Linked DNA regions of Mus musculus: regions 1, 3, 4 and 5 are each linked to region 2. Evidence: chromatin contacts called from public Hi-C and HiChIP or PLAC-seq data. All regions are on one chromosome and are shown on one strand. The core of a region is the stretch at or near the end of the contact, and the rest is flanking DNA. Distances in the headings are between cores, read along the strand shown.

Evidence for each region. Hi-C and Micro-C count contacts between places; a contact is called where the count stands out from the background. HiChIP or PLAC-seq counts read pairs in DNA pulled down with a chosen protein or histone mark.
Region 1: a contact with region 2 is called in a Hi-C map of uterus, with 5 times the contacts expected there. The contact joins two enhancer-like sites. A contact is called at or near these places in 3 of 484 Hi-C or Micro-C datasets (myocytes and uterus) and 1 of 9 other capture datasets (embryonic stem cells).
Region 3: a Hi-C map of cerebral cortex shows a contact between it and region 2, with 2.6 times the contacts expected there. The contact joins two enhancer-like sites. A contact is called at or near these places in 1 of 484 Hi-C or Micro-C datasets (cerebral cortex) and 3 of 115 datasets of contacts at active chromatin or transcription factors (embryonic basal ganglia, embryonic stem cells and hepatocytes).
Region 4: a contact with region 2 is called in a Hi-C map of cerebral cortex, with 2.5 times the contacts expected there. The contact joins two enhancer-like sites. A contact is called at or near these places in 3 of 484 Hi-C or Micro-C datasets (cerebral cortex and nephron progenitors), 4 of 115 datasets of contacts at active chromatin or transcription factors (SST interneurons, embryonic stem cells, fibro-adipogenic progenitors and 1 more) and 1 of 9 other capture datasets (embryonic stem cells).
Region 5: an H3K27ac HiChIP or PLAC-seq map of neural progenitor cells shows a contact between it and region 2, with 10 times the contacts expected there. The contact joins two enhancer-like sites. A contact is called at or near these places in 1 of 15 datasets of contacts at CTCF or cohesin (large pre-B cells), 1 of 484 Hi-C or Micro-C datasets (cerebral cortex) and 1 of 115 datasets of contacts at active chromatin or transcription factors (neural progenitor cells).

The regions. Positions count from the first base shown.
Region 1 is chr13:101,426,300-101,429,325 of GRCm38.p6, reverse strand. No RefSeq gene overlaps it. Among named protein-coding and RNA genes, the nearest start is that of 4922502H24Rik, 30 kb to the right of the region's middle. Within about 2 kb of position 1,340, at least 38 of the 459 cell types and tissues checked have an H3K27ac peak or open chromatin away from gene starts, as enhancers often do. A contact at or near this core is called in uterus, where this site is marked.
Region 2 is chr13:100,890,686-100,893,728 of GRCm38.p6, reverse strand. No RefSeq gene overlaps it. Among named protein-coding and RNA genes, the nearest start is that of Gm41040, 28 kb to the right of the region's middle. Within about 2 kb of position 1,363, at least 55 of the 459 cell types and tissues checked have an H3K27ac peak or open chromatin away from gene starts, as enhancers often do. A contact at or near this core is called in cerebral cortex, neural progenitor cells and uterus, where this site is marked.
Region 3 is chr13:101,630,380-101,633,213 of GRCm38.p6, reverse strand. No RefSeq gene overlaps it. Among named protein-coding and RNA genes, the nearest start is that of Gm36553, 42 kb to the right of the region's middle. Within about 2 kb of position 1,448, at least 25 of the 459 cell types and tissues checked have an H3K27ac peak or open chromatin away from gene starts, as enhancers often do. A contact at or near this core is called in cerebral cortex, where this site is marked.
Region 4 is chr13:101,551,965-101,554,952 of GRCm38.p6, reverse strand. The region is part of intron 2 of Gm36475 (a long non-coding RNA gene); the gene reads right to left. Among named protein-coding and RNA genes, the nearest start is that of Gm41043, 5.3 kb to the right of the region's middle. Within about 2 kb of position 1,727, at least 18 of the 459 cell types and tissues checked have an H3K27ac peak or open chromatin away from gene starts, as enhancers often do. A contact at or near this core is called in cerebral cortex, where this site is marked.
Region 5 is chr13:101,452,983-101,455,989 of GRCm38.p6, reverse strand. No RefSeq gene overlaps it. Among named protein-coding and RNA genes, the nearest start is that of 4922502H24Rik, 57 kb to the right of the region's middle. Within about 2 kb of position 1,644, at least 5 of the 459 cell types and tissues checked have an H3K27ac peak or open chromatin away from gene starts, as enhancers often do. A contact at or near this core is called in neural progenitor cells, where this site is marked.

The sequences.
Region 1 (3,026 bases), core at 91-2,590, 540 kb before region 2:
GAAGAAGAGGAGGAGAAGAAAAAGCCATAGAGGAGGCAACCCATAAAATGTAAAGAGACTCAAGGCAGCCTCCAAGACTAAAGTCTCAAGAGTCAATGAACTAGATCCCAGTCACATCTACCCTGGGGCCAATATCAAGGGGCAGGGCCCCTGTGCCTCTTTTCCATTAGCACAGCTGGTCCAGTACTTTCCTCTTTAATACATACAAAAAATCCCACAGGACTCCAAGCGACAGCCTAGGTGTCCCTGAAGTTTATAAGCACTAGGAGCCACTACAGGGACACAGTGGCTGGCCCCAGATAGCCAGTGACATAGGGAACCCTCTATGTCTGTGAGGAAGTCCCAATCAATCTTCAGCCAAGTGCAAACCTATCTCTGCAATTGGTTCCTGAACCACCTGGTGCAGCTTATCTTCATTCCGGGGGTATGGTCGCCTGCACATCCTGTTTCTTTTCTCTTTTCTCCACCGCTCTTCTTTCAGCCGAGAGCTTGCCAATCATCAGACAGTTAATCCCGTGAAGAAAAGAGGCAAACGGCAAGATTTTAGAACATGTATCTGCAAACCCAAAACTTATGGCTGCTTCTGCCCTGGGTAGCCTCAAAGCAACAAGTGACTTCTGAAGTCAACGTCTAATCAATGCTGTGACATTCAGTGTGTGTGTGTGGGGGGGGGGGGGTTGAAGTCAAGTGGGCCATGCAGAGAAAAGGAATTGGGGAGATGGCATGAGGCTAGTTGTCTCTTAAGAACTGAGATTGTTTCTTTCTGGGCAGAAAAAGGTGGTATGAGAAATAAGCCTTCACAAGCTGACACAAGAGACAGGTTTTTTTGGTAATGTTCATTTCACCTGCAAAGGCTCTGAATGCCCATCAGACAAAGGTTGCTTGTTTCTCCGCAGACTGAGTGATAGCATGGACTTGGCTGTGGGGACTGCATAGGTGTTTGGCCACTGTGAATGCATGGGCTTGGGGAAGAGCTTGCCAAATCCCGTTACGGTTTATGGAAGTCAGGAAGCCATAGATTCCCAACTCTGGTCCCATTTCTCAAGTTCCACTGAAGGTTTTGTGCTTGTAGTTGACTGGCTTTTTTTGTATTTTGATTTTTCATTAACACAGAAGGCTTGCTGTTGGCAATCACACCCTGGAATGTCCTTGTTGGAGCTTAACATTCCAGTACATTCTACGTTGCCTAATGATGAAGTTGTGGTTTGCCAGGAAAGGATTGTTAACGCTTTCCTTCTAGAACTGGGTAGAACTATCCCCGTGCAAACCTCAGCTAGTTCAAACAGAGCTTCTGTAATGGCAGGGGGAGAGAAAAGCTGCTATAAATACTTTTATGGGCTGCAGAGGTGATTTACAACCGGCTTTATTAATCCTATAAAAAGGCACAGCTGAACGCCTTTGAGTTGCATGCGTACAGATGACTAATTAAATACACAGTTAAAAGCCTTGACCCAGCACAATTCTGACCATTAAAGAAATAAGTCTTGAATTCCCCTCCAGGCAGAAGGGTTTTTTTTTTTTTTTTTTTGGATGGATTTGTGGGTGGAAAGGGGTGGGAGATCTGTAGAAGGGGGAAGTGGACATTGTGATGAATCATGGAAGGTAGAGCAAACAAGGGGAAGAAGTTTAGTTACCATTTTCCCCTACTCATAATGGCAGCAGTATGTCTGCCCCAGGCTGCCAAAGGCCGCTTTGGCTGATCTCTGACAGCACCAAGGTTGTGGTTGGTGTGAGGAGGACGAAGGAAAGCACAGAGGCAGTAGTAGGGAAGATAGAATCCCAATGTTGATGGGTAGACAAAGCAGCCCAACCTTGTCTTGCTCACGTGCTCGCTCCACTCGGCTCCCATAGTGAATTTCTGCGCTCAGAAACTGAGGCTCAAGGATGAAAAGTGATTTTGTTTGTTTGTTTGTTTGGTTTGTTTGTTTGGTTTGTTTTGTTTTGTTTTCCATTTCCAAATTTTGTTTAATTAGGTATTTTCTTCATTTACATTTCAAATGCTATCCCAAAAGTCCTCCATACCCCACCACCACTCCCACTTCTTGAACCTGGTGTTCCCCTGTACTGAGGCATATAAAGTTTGCAAGATCAAGGCCCAATGTTGGCTGACTAGGCCATCTTCTGCTACACATGCAGCTAGAGACACGGGCTCCAGGGGTACTGGTTAGTTCATATTGTTGTTCCACCTATAGGGTTGCAGACCCCTTTAGCTCCTTGGGTACTTTCTCTAGCTCCTCCATTGGGGGCCCTGTGATCCATCCAATAGCTGACTGTGAGCATCCACTTCTGTGTTTACCAGGCACTGGCTTAGTCTCACAAGAGACAGCTATATCAGGGTCGAAAGGTGATTTCCAACTAGCAGCTAGATTAATTAAGGGCAAGGCCAGGACAGGGACCCAGAAGTGACCTCTAAAACATTCCCCCTTTAGGAGACAACCATCCATTCCTCCTCCAGCCCTGTTGCCAGGAGACACAACGTGTTTCAGTGTGGGGAGAGGGGATTAGCAGAAGGCAAGTAAGGTAGGCTGTGATTCCAAAGGAAAATGTTTGCCAAACCATCTATCAGAGACATAAAAGGCCCTTTCAGTTTTCAGGTTCTTGGAAGGGACTGGAAGAGGAGGGAGTGGCCTTTCCCATCAGGGGACAAGCTGTAACAATTCTTCTATCAGCTCCGTGAGGTTTGCTTTGGTAGTTGGCCCCTTCACAAAGTCTGGCTCTGTGAAAATACTTTGAGAAGCTCCCATACCAAGCTGTGAACGTGTGCTGCAAGACCAGACCGCTGGGTCGGGGTGTTGGGTAGACTGCTGTAGGGTTATGTAAGCCAGCCAAATGCTTTCCCTGCAATGTCAAGGGTGCCTCCCAACCCCACCACTACTCAAATTAGGAGAATGGCTGAGGAGTTTTTTTCTTTTCCCATCAAATAGCTCTACCTGCTTTGAATTTGGATTCTGGGGTAGCATCATTAATTCCAGTAGGAATAACAAGCTTTCTTCCCTCGTCCCATGCGAAGCCAGGGGTCTGGCTGC
Region 2 (3,043 bases), core at 114-2,613:
CAGTCAGCAAGGACCAGACTGTGACAAGACAAGCTTGGCAGAGAAGCTTGGAGCAGCAAAAAAAGGAGAGATGCAAAGATGGTCCCAACCATCCTGAGCTCTCTCTTCCACGAGAGGAAATTCGTAGACCTTCATCACTGTTGATCTAGACAAAAAGACAGAGTCGAGCTGACTGTGTGAATACTGTAACAGATGTGTGCTTCTGGACACTGTAGGGAAGGCAGGTGTTGTTTGGAGGGATGGCTTTCTCCTTGAAAGATAAAGAAACCAAAGGACTAAGCAATCATCTAAGACATTTTTATAACTTGTTACTACGAATCAAATATTTACAGACAAACTATTGCCATGGTATTCTTGGATCAGGTATATGCTGACCAAGCAAGGGCAGTGGAGAGGGAAGAGGAGAGGAGAGCCAAGCCACCCAGGTTATCTGTCTGGCTGCTTGCACTGGTCCAGTGTGTCTAAGAATCCCACAAACCTATCCATCCCCTCTGCTGTGTTCACCTGACCTTTCTTCTATTTCTTTTTCCCTTTCTCCATTACCCCAAGGAAATAATCTAACCACTCCAGCTTCCTTTGCATGCAAAATGTAACTGTTCCTTTTACTTCTTTCAGATAAAGGCAGGCTCTGGGAGGGAGAAGGAAAAAAAAAAAAAAAGAGCTCCCGGCTTCTTCAAATTAGCTCTGAAATAAAAGTCACTGCCAGATGTTATATAAAAGGTGACGTAATCCTAAACTACTTCATTACATATGCAGCTCGGCTCTCCAGCCCAGGGGGAGTTTATTACATTTTGTCGATTCCATTTTCTATACCCACATCATTTTTACATAATTTTTCCTGCCTGACAGGCAGCTTCACATTTTCACAGCAACCCATCAAGATAGCGTTACAAGAGCGCAGGGAACCAGGTTAGCAGTTTACAAATAACGGCGCTAACGAGTCAGATTTGTCCCCGAGATACAAATCAGGGGTAAATGGTCCATCCATGCGTGAGAGAAGCACATCTATTTTAGAATAATAGAGAGGAAACAGAGCACTTTTCAGCCGGCACTGTATTCTTTCAGAGCGTGTACTAAATCTATCGCAAAAGTAGGGAAATAGAGATGTGCCCATCTAAAGTTCTTCTTGCCTTTCCCTTCGATGTCCTAATAAATTCCTGGCTCGAAACGAAATAGATAGCCATAGAACATGCACTAAGATCAAAGTTACTGCCTTTTCATATTCGCACAAAATTTAGAAGAGGACACGCCATTTGTGCCAGTGAAATATCTAACTACTGAGATGCTTCAAGTGCAAACATTGCGAGACACTTCCTCCCACTCTCCAAGTGCTAAGAAGCATCCTTCGCCCCCTCCTTCCTCGGCTCTCGCGGCTGCACTGCCCTCTAATGGCGAATTGTGGCAGTGCAGGCTGAGCCCTCGCTCCTTGAGAACTAAGGATTGGAGAGGCATTTGCAGGAAGTTCTTAGTTCTGGTGAATTTACTAATTCCTCGAGGAATAAGAAGGTTCCTGGGACTCCCACTCCCAAGAGGTGGTGCTTACCTGAGCCAGCGAGGTAACTTAAGGGGTAAATACACTTGCCACCAAGGCTAGTGACGTGAGTTCCATCCCTTGGACTCACATAGTAAAAGGAGAAAATCAACTCCTACAAGTTGTCCTCTGACCCCCACATTTGGGCTGTGATGCATGCCCTTTACAGACTCACGATCGATAAATAAGATGTAATATGTTTTTCTAAAAGATTGATCTTTCCAAAGTTTCATCTCTCTAGGTTTCAGTTTTGAAGAAAAATTTGGTAAAATGAACCTTATTGTTTTTCCAGTTTGTGCAAACAAAATAATGGACACTTTTATCCTTTTATAAGAGTAGGATGTGAATGTGGCATAAGGGGAGATAGGAAAGTTGTAGGAACCGACTGTACTCAACCCTTCCTCAGGCCTAGGGAACAGAGAAATTAACAATCACCCCCCCCCCAAATAAAATGTGTCTAAGCTCAAACTTTGTCTCCAAAATCAACATATTCCTATTCCTATAAATGATTTCATATATCAATAATTCTTTTCTTTTTTTCTTTATTTTAGCTTTGTGTAACAATGTTTTTTTATTTTATATGTATGGATATTTTGCTTGCATGCATGTCTGTAGTGGCTATTCCTGGTTGTCAACTTGACTATATTTGGAATGAACTACAATCCAGAATTGGAAGGCTCACCAGTGACCCTTATCTGAAGGCTGGGAGATAGAAGTTTCTGGTCTGGATCTTGGTATGGAGATCTTGAGGCATAGTGGCTATGGATTCCAGAAGATTAAGACAGGGAGATCTCCGAGTTCAAGGTCTTCTGGGATTAAAGATGTGGTGGCACACACCTTTAATCTGAGCTACACCTTCTACTGGAGACCATATAAGGACATTGAAAGAAGGGAGTCTCACTCTCATTCTTTCGCCTGCTTGTCGTGTGGGACTGAGTAACTGCTAGATCCTTGCACTTCCATTCACAGCTACTACTGAACCATTGTTGGGAATCGGACTGCAGACTGTAAGTCATCAGTAAATTCCTTTACTATATAGAGACTCTCCATAAGCTCTGTGACTCTAGAGAACCCTGACTAGACAATGTCTGTGCACCATTTGTGTGCCTGGTGATAGCAGAGACCAGAAAAGGGTGTGGTATCTCCTAGAAGTGAAACTGTAAATGTTTGTGAACCACTATGTGGGTGCTGGGAATCAAACCTGAGTCCTCTAGAATAGCAACCAATGCGCTGAACGACTGAGCCATCATCTCTCCAGTCCCTTATTTTAGCATCTTAATTATATGTAAGGGGGGAGGTGTTTGTAAACATGGTTTCCTGAGGAGGCCAGAACACATTAGATCCTCGGGAGCTGGTGTTAGGTTGTGACCTACCTCACATAAGTTCAGGAACTTAACTCTGGTCCTCTGCAAGAGCAGTATGCACTCTTAACTGCTGAGCCATCTCTCAGTGAGTCCTGAGAATTCTTTTTAAAGCAGCTTTTCATCACAGGGAAGTTATTCATGCACACAG
Region 3 (2,834 bases), core at 199-2,698, 740 kb before region 2:
TGGAACTGGGAGGCCTAAGGAACTATAACAACCAGGGCTAGGTTTCCTGTTCAAAGAGGGCAGCACAATTCTCTGTGTCACTTCGCCTTGATTAGAGGGTCTTAGCTAGATCTTTTCCTGAAATACAGAAGCTCTTTGAAAAAAAAATCTTATTGGGAGATTTTTTTTTTTCTGTACCAGGCACTTACGTAGTCTTGGCAACTGTGGTGACAGATGAGTCACCAGAGCAGGTTCCAGTTGGTTCTTCCACCCCATGAAGGCAGTGATTGCTGATTTACATCAGTCGTGCCTGGTGTCAGGGTTTCCTGGCCTGTGGCTTGAGCTTAGTCTTTTTTGATATCTGCTTTTCCCAGCGTTGGTGTGCCTTGAGCCTGTCAAATTACCTCTGCAACACTAACAAACCAGGGTGTTAGAAAGGGGAGGGCTCACAACTTCTATTTGATCCCTTTCTTAGTTGCATTGCTGAGATTCTCACTGGCAGGTACTTGGACCAAAGGTTGGTAGGAAGGCCTTACTCTTGAGCATCACAGAGAGTCCATCCGTGAGAGTTTCGTTTTGTTTTGCTCTTATGGGGGTTCGTGCCCTTCTGTTCTCTTTTTATGCTAATAGTTAATCAAAACGCTGTGTACTTATGATTCAAAGTGTGGAGCAAACATGAAATGGAAGTATTTATTAGAAATACAGGATCCTTAGTCCCATGTGACCTACTCAACTCTACTTTGCACTTCAACAAGACCAGGGGGATGTTTATGATCTGTGAAATTTAGTAATCCCTAGCTAAGCCACCACCTAGTTTTGTGTGAACCTAATCACACAGCCCCAGAAGGAGCAATCTAAGCCCCACAAGCTGGAGTAACCAGAATGCGGACACTGTACCCTGACTCTCTTAGGGCAGAGAAAAAAAAAAAAAGGTTCTCCTATAGCAACTCCACCCTATGGCCAGCCACCCACCTTGCACCTTCAAATAATTTGGCATCAGACAAATCATTTAATGCCATGCCACTTGCCTGACACACCGCTATATGTTCAATTTTCTACAAGGTTCCCTGGACACCCAGCAGGCTCTGTGCAAGAACAAACAGGATAAAGTTTAGTCTCGTTTATGGTATCATCATGGATGCCTAGAAGCCGTGTCCTTATTTAAATGACGCACTGGCAGAAGCAGCAGAGTTTTAAAGTGGTATCAACTCTGATCAGAAAACGTGAAGGAGGGTGCAAAGGTAGAGGGATGTAGCGTGGGAGCTGGAAGGGGATGCTGTCATGCATGGTTTCCTCTCCTTTCTAAAAAGTGCAGATTTCATTCCCCTTTCCATTTCAATTGTCTTTCATTTGTAGGCCATTACTCCCATTTTCTCAATTGTCTTCCCAATCCACATTCTGTTTATTGAGACGCCTTCTTGTTCATGCCCAGAAGCTCAGCCAGCGTGGTGTGGGGGAGGGCACAGATCTGGCTGCTGATGCTTTTGAGTTCTCTCCAGCGAACCGTGGAAAGAAAGCCTTGGCATTGTTCAGATGAGCGAAGACTCCCGAATTTTGGCTCCTTGTCTTGAAGGAAGACTAGGAAGAGACAGTACGCATTGTGCAGGAGCCTCAGCCATTTGAAAGAAAGTGAAATAATAAGCCCAGGGATGACCTTGTAAGGAGGCAAGTTTGTGTGTTGCTCATCTTAGTGATCTGCCCATTGCCAGCAGCAGTGACCCAACACTAGGCAGATATTGATGCTGAACAAAGGTGACGTTTGACTTCTAACCTCTAACTCTGGCTCAGATTTGAGTAGTAGTATAGGTTATGTGTGGTAGGGTGGTGGTGGGGTGGTGGGGTGGTGGGGATGGAGATAATCCTCAGCTTCATCCCTTTGACATCTATGAAAAGATGAAGGTGAGAAAAATTCTTCTATAAGTGGCAGGACTGGTTAAAAATGGCTGAACAGCCTACTCCTCTATCATAATCAAAGACGGGCTTCATGGCTATCATAGACTTTTTTTTTGACAATGCAGGTGAAATTATCATTCCAAGGAGCTTATATTCTGGAGACCTGGATTAATATATTCCCTGTGTTATTATTATACTAGATCGGGCAAAACATCAAAAGGAAAACAGTATGGCCTTTATAAAGGGTAGCACTATCTATTTCCTGACAGCACAGTTCTTGCTTAGACCAGATTTTTGTTCATGGAAATTCGAGTGCACCTGTAATCAAGAGGTGAAATCCCGGAGTCTAATTGGCTTTGTACCACAAATCCTCTCCACCACCAACCCAACCGCATCAGAGGGAATGGAGTCCATGCAGGATGCGCTGTCAGAAGCCAGGTTTCACAAACCATGGGAGATGGGAGAGCATGAGAGAACAGGGAATACAGCTGTGTTAGTCAATGTTTTCCTGTCTGTGATGAAAACACCTGAAGAAAAAAACAAATTGAAAGAGGAAAGGCTTATATACTTATTTTGAACCATGGTTTCATGGGAGATTTTGGTGCCTGGTTTTGGATCTGAGACAAAGGACAGAGAATAATGGCTGACAGAGAAAGGCTGCCCCAGCCCTTCCTTCCTTCCTTCCTTCCTTCCTTCCTTCCTTCCTTCCTTCCTTCCTTCCTTCCTTCCTTCCTTCCTTCCTTCTACCCTCCCTTCCTTCTTTCCTTCCTTCCTCCCTCCCTCCCTTCCCCCCTCTCTTCCTCCCTCCCTTTCTTCCTTTCTTCTTTCCTCCATTTCTTCCTTCCTCTCTTCCTTGTTGTATTAGGTTTTTATTTTTATAAATTTAATCAATCCTTAAAGACAAATCTGAAGCAGAAAATTGAAAATCCCCATATGACATTTAGTATATATTTTTCTTATTA
Region 4 (2,988 bases), core at 478-2,977, 660 kb before region 2:
TTAACCTAGAAGCTGTTTGAAACTGACAGCTGCTGGAAGAATGAAAATCAGTTCTCTTCAACGGAGCAGCACTGGGCATATCAGAGCATTCGAAGGCAAGCCCTGGGCTCAGGAATGGCTGGTTAACACAAATGGGAGTCCATGTTTGCTTGTTGTGACGACTGGATGATTGTTTCATTTGGCTTTTTGCATTAAGAGAGAAAAGGGACATCAAGTTGGCTGGGCAGGGAGGTATGGGGATTTGGGAGGTGTTGGGGGAGGAGAAAGAAAATGATCAAAATATATTATATGAAATTCTCAAAGGAGGAATACAAACATTAAAAATACTCTAAAGCAGCTTCTCCTGTACTGGTTCATAGGAAATTTTCTTTTCCTTAAAAGTTTTTAAGTTTTTCTAATTGTAGATCTCTCTGTTCCTTGCATGCAAACATAAAATACAACTCAAATCTCAATTACTGTCTAATAATGTTGATACAAATGATCACACAAAGATGTAAAAATATACAAAAGAGTTGGATGGTGGTGGTGTACAACTTTAAGCCCAGCACTCTGGAAGCAGAGGCAGGTGTATGTCTGTAAGTTTGAGGCCAGCCTAGTCTAAAAAGTGAGTTTTAGGACAGCCAGGGCTGTTACACAGAGAAACCCTGTCTCAAAAAATCAACGAACCAACCAACCAACCAACCAACCAACCAACCAACCAACCAACCAACCAATCAAACAAACTTAACAAAACAAACCCCCAAAGAGTTATCTATCACACCTACCTATGAACAAAGGATTACGATAGCTACATACTGAGGTTAGATTTCTCATTTAGAAGAAAAGGAATGCAAGTATGTCTGCAACCTTCATAATAAAGATTGAAGGAAGGTCATCTGCTCAAATACATTATTCTTTAAGGTTTTTTTTTACACTTTTTAATTACATGCATGTATGTGTTCATATACATGTGACTATGCGAACATGATTGTAGGTGCTCCTGTGAGCTAGGGCCTTTGGGATCCTCCTGGAGCTGGACAGAGATCCCCATCCAATGTGTGGTCTAGGAACTGGACTCAGGTCCTTTGGAAGAGCAGTAAGCACTCGTAACTACCAAAGCATCTCTCTGGCCCCTCAAATGCATTCTTGAAAATTGAATAGACAGTGTTCTTTGAACAGCTTGGGGACTGACAGTGAGATAATCCATACCCATAGCCTCTTGGGAATTAGAGGTTGAAAAGAAGAAGAAAAGAAAGGGACTTTGAGAGAGTCTGTGGGCCAGTCTCGTGGCAACCTTGCTCACTTCTCAGGAAGCAGACTCAGCTAACCTAGCTCCTCCCTAACCTCTGACCTTCTGTACAGTTCCATATGGAGGAAAGTCCTGGACAACTGCACTTGTTGTTCCTTTAATGCCCCTACTTCGAAAATAACCCCCAGCTGCTCCAGAAAGGCTGTGAGCCTGACCCCGCACTCTGCGTTCTGAGAGGGAAGAGCAGCCCACTCACAGAAGCATCTGAGGCCCCAGGGTTTTCTTCCTTCTCTGGGCGCAGCAGCTGCAATTCGAAAGCAGCAGATTAACATAATACTTGGGAGGCATTCAGGAATGGCAGCAGAGGAGGTAGCCATTCCTGGGTCCTGGGATCCATGAGGGAGGGTGTGAAAAATGGCGGGGTCACTGAGCTAAAAGAGCCATGGAAAGCCCCGCCTATGGAAAAGGTGGGGCGAAGCTAGAGCAGCCTCTGTCTCTCCCAGCACCGGCACCAGGAAGAGACAGCTGGTATGGCTCAGCCCTGATGATAAGAAATGAAGCTGAAACAAAAGAAACCAGAACTGGAGTCTAGGAATGTCCAGTACACGTGGTAAAGTTTCATAGCCATAGGGGAGACCTGCGTGGGGAGCAGTAGGGGCTAAGTAGTGATCTACATAAAGTAGACAAAGTGCAGATGCTGAAAGTTTCAGACTGTTCTAGGGTAAAGAAAGGATGGCACTTTCTCTTTCTACCTTTTTTTTAGATAGCATCTGACTCGAGTCTCTTATCATCTAAAAGGCTTGGATGTGTTCTTCTTTAAAGGGATGATACCTGGTGTTCCAGAACTTGTAATATATGTTCCTCTTCCATGTTATGAAGGCAATGCTTCTCTACACACACAAACAGTCCTTTATATCTAATCATCTACATAGCACTGCCCATGTGGAAGTGACCAGAGAATCTGACCTTGGCAGCAGAAGACTAACAGGAAACAAGAAGAGGCTGATGCAAAGCTACCCACCCAGCAAGATGCTGGCAGTTTCTGACTCAGGGTGGCTGGGGCAGCTTGATAAGCCATCCAAGCAGCCGACTCTCCCTGATGTATAGGGCTGGAGGTGGCAAAGGTAGGGATGTGGCAATGCCATTAGCCTTACCTCAGTCTCTAGACTAACTCATTTGAACATCTATGGACCTGCTTTACCTCTTCCCCTCTCCCCCTATGCTTTGGGTGGCTCACAGTGTTTCATGACAGCCACTTGAAAATATTCTCTTCGATTCTCTCCGACAAAGGCTCCACAGGAACCTGACATAGACATATAGGATATAATATATATATAACATATAGGATATAATCCCAGTCCTCAGGAGGCTGAGGCTGAAGGATCATTGTAAGTTTGAGGCTAGCCAGAGTTACATGACAAAACCTATCTCATAAAGCACGTTTTCCTCCTCCAAATAAAGGCATTAGAAGGTATCCTCCATCCAAGGCTACAAATACCGGATCATTTTCTATGATCTTCATGATCTCTGCTCATTTCTCCAATCTAAACTCTCAAATTTCCTGAAATTAAGTCAATAAATATATATATACTGAAGATATATATCATAGGCAGCGTGTGGCATGAGATAGCCGCACAGCTACCTCCAAAGCTCGGCTCTATTTGGGAAGGACACATGCCTATGTGGCATATATATGTTATTGCTCAAAGAGATATCATCCCAGGTTAGTTTGCTGATTTTCCAAATGAATGTGCAAATAT
Region 5 (3,007 bases), core at 395-2,894, 560 kb before region 2:
TCTCTTAAATATCATTCTCCAGAGTCCCTTTTTAAAATTGTACTCTTTAATCATCAAATTCCAAGAACTGAACCATCCAACGTCTGAACATTGTCTTGTTCTAAGTCATTGCTTCTCTATTACCTAGTGGCAGCCCTCAAGTCTCCCTATTCAAACAAAAACAAAACAGAGCCAAGACCCAAGTCTGTGCATCCAGGCTGGAGCCATGTATCTCTGTGGCTCTGACATCACCCCCATCTGGGATGGGTTGTCCCCATGGATAGATGGATATCTCCATGGCCTAACCTCTAGAGCAGCCTTTCTTGAGCCATTTTGTGACTCCTTGCCTGCTTCCTCATCCTTGCTCCTCAAAAGCTCTGTTGGTGAAATTACCTTTTCTTCCATTATTTGTGTCTTATCCTATGTTCCTGACAGAATTTCTGAGTTCATCAGATAAGGTATGTCTCTCATCCCCTCTGTCACTCAAAACTTGTCTCTGCCTGTCATATCTCTTTCCTTGACAAGACTATTCAACTCTGCTCTCTTCAATGTTCTTTTTCTCTTGACTCACATACTTCTTTTAAGTTTGGTTGTGAGCCTAGCCCTTAATGGCCGAGCCATCTCTCTAGCTCAACTCATCCATTTCTTGTGACACAATGACCAATCAGCTTAAAATTGTCTGGAGCCCTTATGATAATATGGGCCAGAATTTCCAAGGCTATTTCAGTCCCTCAAGTCTGATGCTAAACTACCAAAAAAAAGGTGCAATCCCAAGCTCATGTCCTGAATACTGAATTAAAGCCTGCAAAGAAACATGCACACACCACCACCACCACCATGAATAAGTGTTTGGTTTATTTTATTTTTATGAGATGCTACTCTGAACTTTACTGGTCTACTGTATCTTTTAACATCTCTTAGCTTCTTTCATGGCATGTGTGTGTGTGGGGGAACCTCCTCTGGGTGTCTGTATGTCTTGCCAGGGGTAGGAAGCATCTTATTATCTTGTCAAAATGACCCTCAGTGGGTGGAGCTCTGTGCTGATATGGAGTTCCCTGGGACTGGTTCGCTCACAGTGATGCTTTGATCAGTAGGTCATCAACCCCGACCTTCTCCACAGTATGTTTCCTAATCTGGAGGCTTCAACAGCAGCTCCACCTCAACCTCCACTCGAGTTTTGATTTTCTGGCAGACAAGAGATTTGTCTCCTCCTTTGCTTCTTAGCTAGAACCCCAATTTCATTCATATATAACTATGCCTTCCCAAAGCCCGTGCAAGGGCTGATCTCACCCTTATGATGTACCTGTTTAGTGTAGGGAAATAGCCCATTTTCCCTTTCTTACTTTTTTCAGTGGTCATGTGATCTAATCATTACCAAAAAGGCACATAAGAAATCTATAATTATTAACCCTCTTGTAGAAACTCTCCTTGATTCTAAGAAAGAACTGCAGAAAGAGAGTGTCTTCTCCACATAGATTCCTACAGCAGCATAGACCATCTGGAACACCTCTGCATCTTGCTACTGATGTGAAGATAAAGCCAATGTTAAAAGCATGGGAAAGCAGAAATAGAATAAAGGGCTTTCAAGGCATTGCTAAGCAACCAAGTCAGCCTCCTCTGCCATCCACTCTGCCCTGGGTTTCTAATGGTGTGATACAATATACTTCTTTAGGGTATAAACCCACAGGGTCAGGGTTCCTTGTATTTTTACTTGAAAGAACTCTGATTGTTGAAGGTCCCAAGGTGAATGGAAGCTCATGAGCACATCCTTTTCATTCTCTTCCCTGAGCCTGGGGTAGTGGAAAGATGCTCTTCGTTCTCCATTCTAGACTGCTCTGGATTACGACTCCTGCTTAACTAAAGTGAAACCAAGAGAAAGATGTCTAAACCAGTGTGCTTTAGGAACCAAGCAGGAGGGAGTAAAGATAATGGACCTCATGGATTGTGTTTCAAACACTGTTGTGTGGTAAGGAGTAGTCATGGCGCACGCCTACAGCAAACAATTCACAGTGCACATCCACAGCACACACCCACCGCTCACACCCACTGCACACATCCAAAGGGCCTTTTGCAACAATATCAGTGCCTCTTAGGGTCATTTCCATAAAGCCACATTACTCCACATAAAAGTCACTAAAAACAAGCCAAAGTTCTAGTCACTAGTTACAAATAAAATGGCTAATTGAACCATTAATTAAAATTACATAAAATAAACCACTGAGTTCCTCCCACACATTAGTCACATTTCTCAGTACACACAGCTACCATGTTGGACAGGATAGTTGCAGAACATTCTTGTTCCATAAAGTTCTAATGAACAGAGGTGTCTCTATTCAAAGTGAAGTGATTAGTTAAGAGAACCAACCATAGACTTAGAAAGAACCACAGATGAAAGCCATAGTGGGAAGGATCCAGTTGTGTAGTATATTGTGCATGTAAGTTTTGACACTGCCATTTCTCTAATGTCTATAAATTTTAGCTTCCTCATAATGTGAGGACAATAATACTTATCAGGGAAAAAAACATCCTGAGGGCTAAAGTTGATGTATATGAAACATTTAGGAAAGCTACCAAATTGGTTGATATTCACAACAAGTATGATCTCTGCTCTTTTACCTGTTTTGAACATATAATGATGCAATATTCAAAAAGTGATTCATAGACCAGAAGCTTCAGTGCTATCTGAGAGTTTGTTAGGAAAGAAACATCTGGGCTAGGCAGACAGTTCATTAGGTAAATACATGTCTTACCATCATGATGACTAAATTCAATCCCTAGAACCTACATTAAAAAATGTAGCTAGGCAGTGATGCAAATCTTGAATCTCAGCACTCGAGAGGCAGAGGCAGATGGATCTCTGAGTTTGAGACTTGGGAGGCAGAGGCAGGTAGATCTCTGAGTTTGAGGCCAGCCTGGTCTACAGAGTGAGCTCCAGGACAGCCAGGGCTACACAGGGAGACACTGTCTCAAAGGGGCAAAGAAAGAGAAGACGGGGAGGAGGAGGAAGAAAAATGCATGGTGGCATATG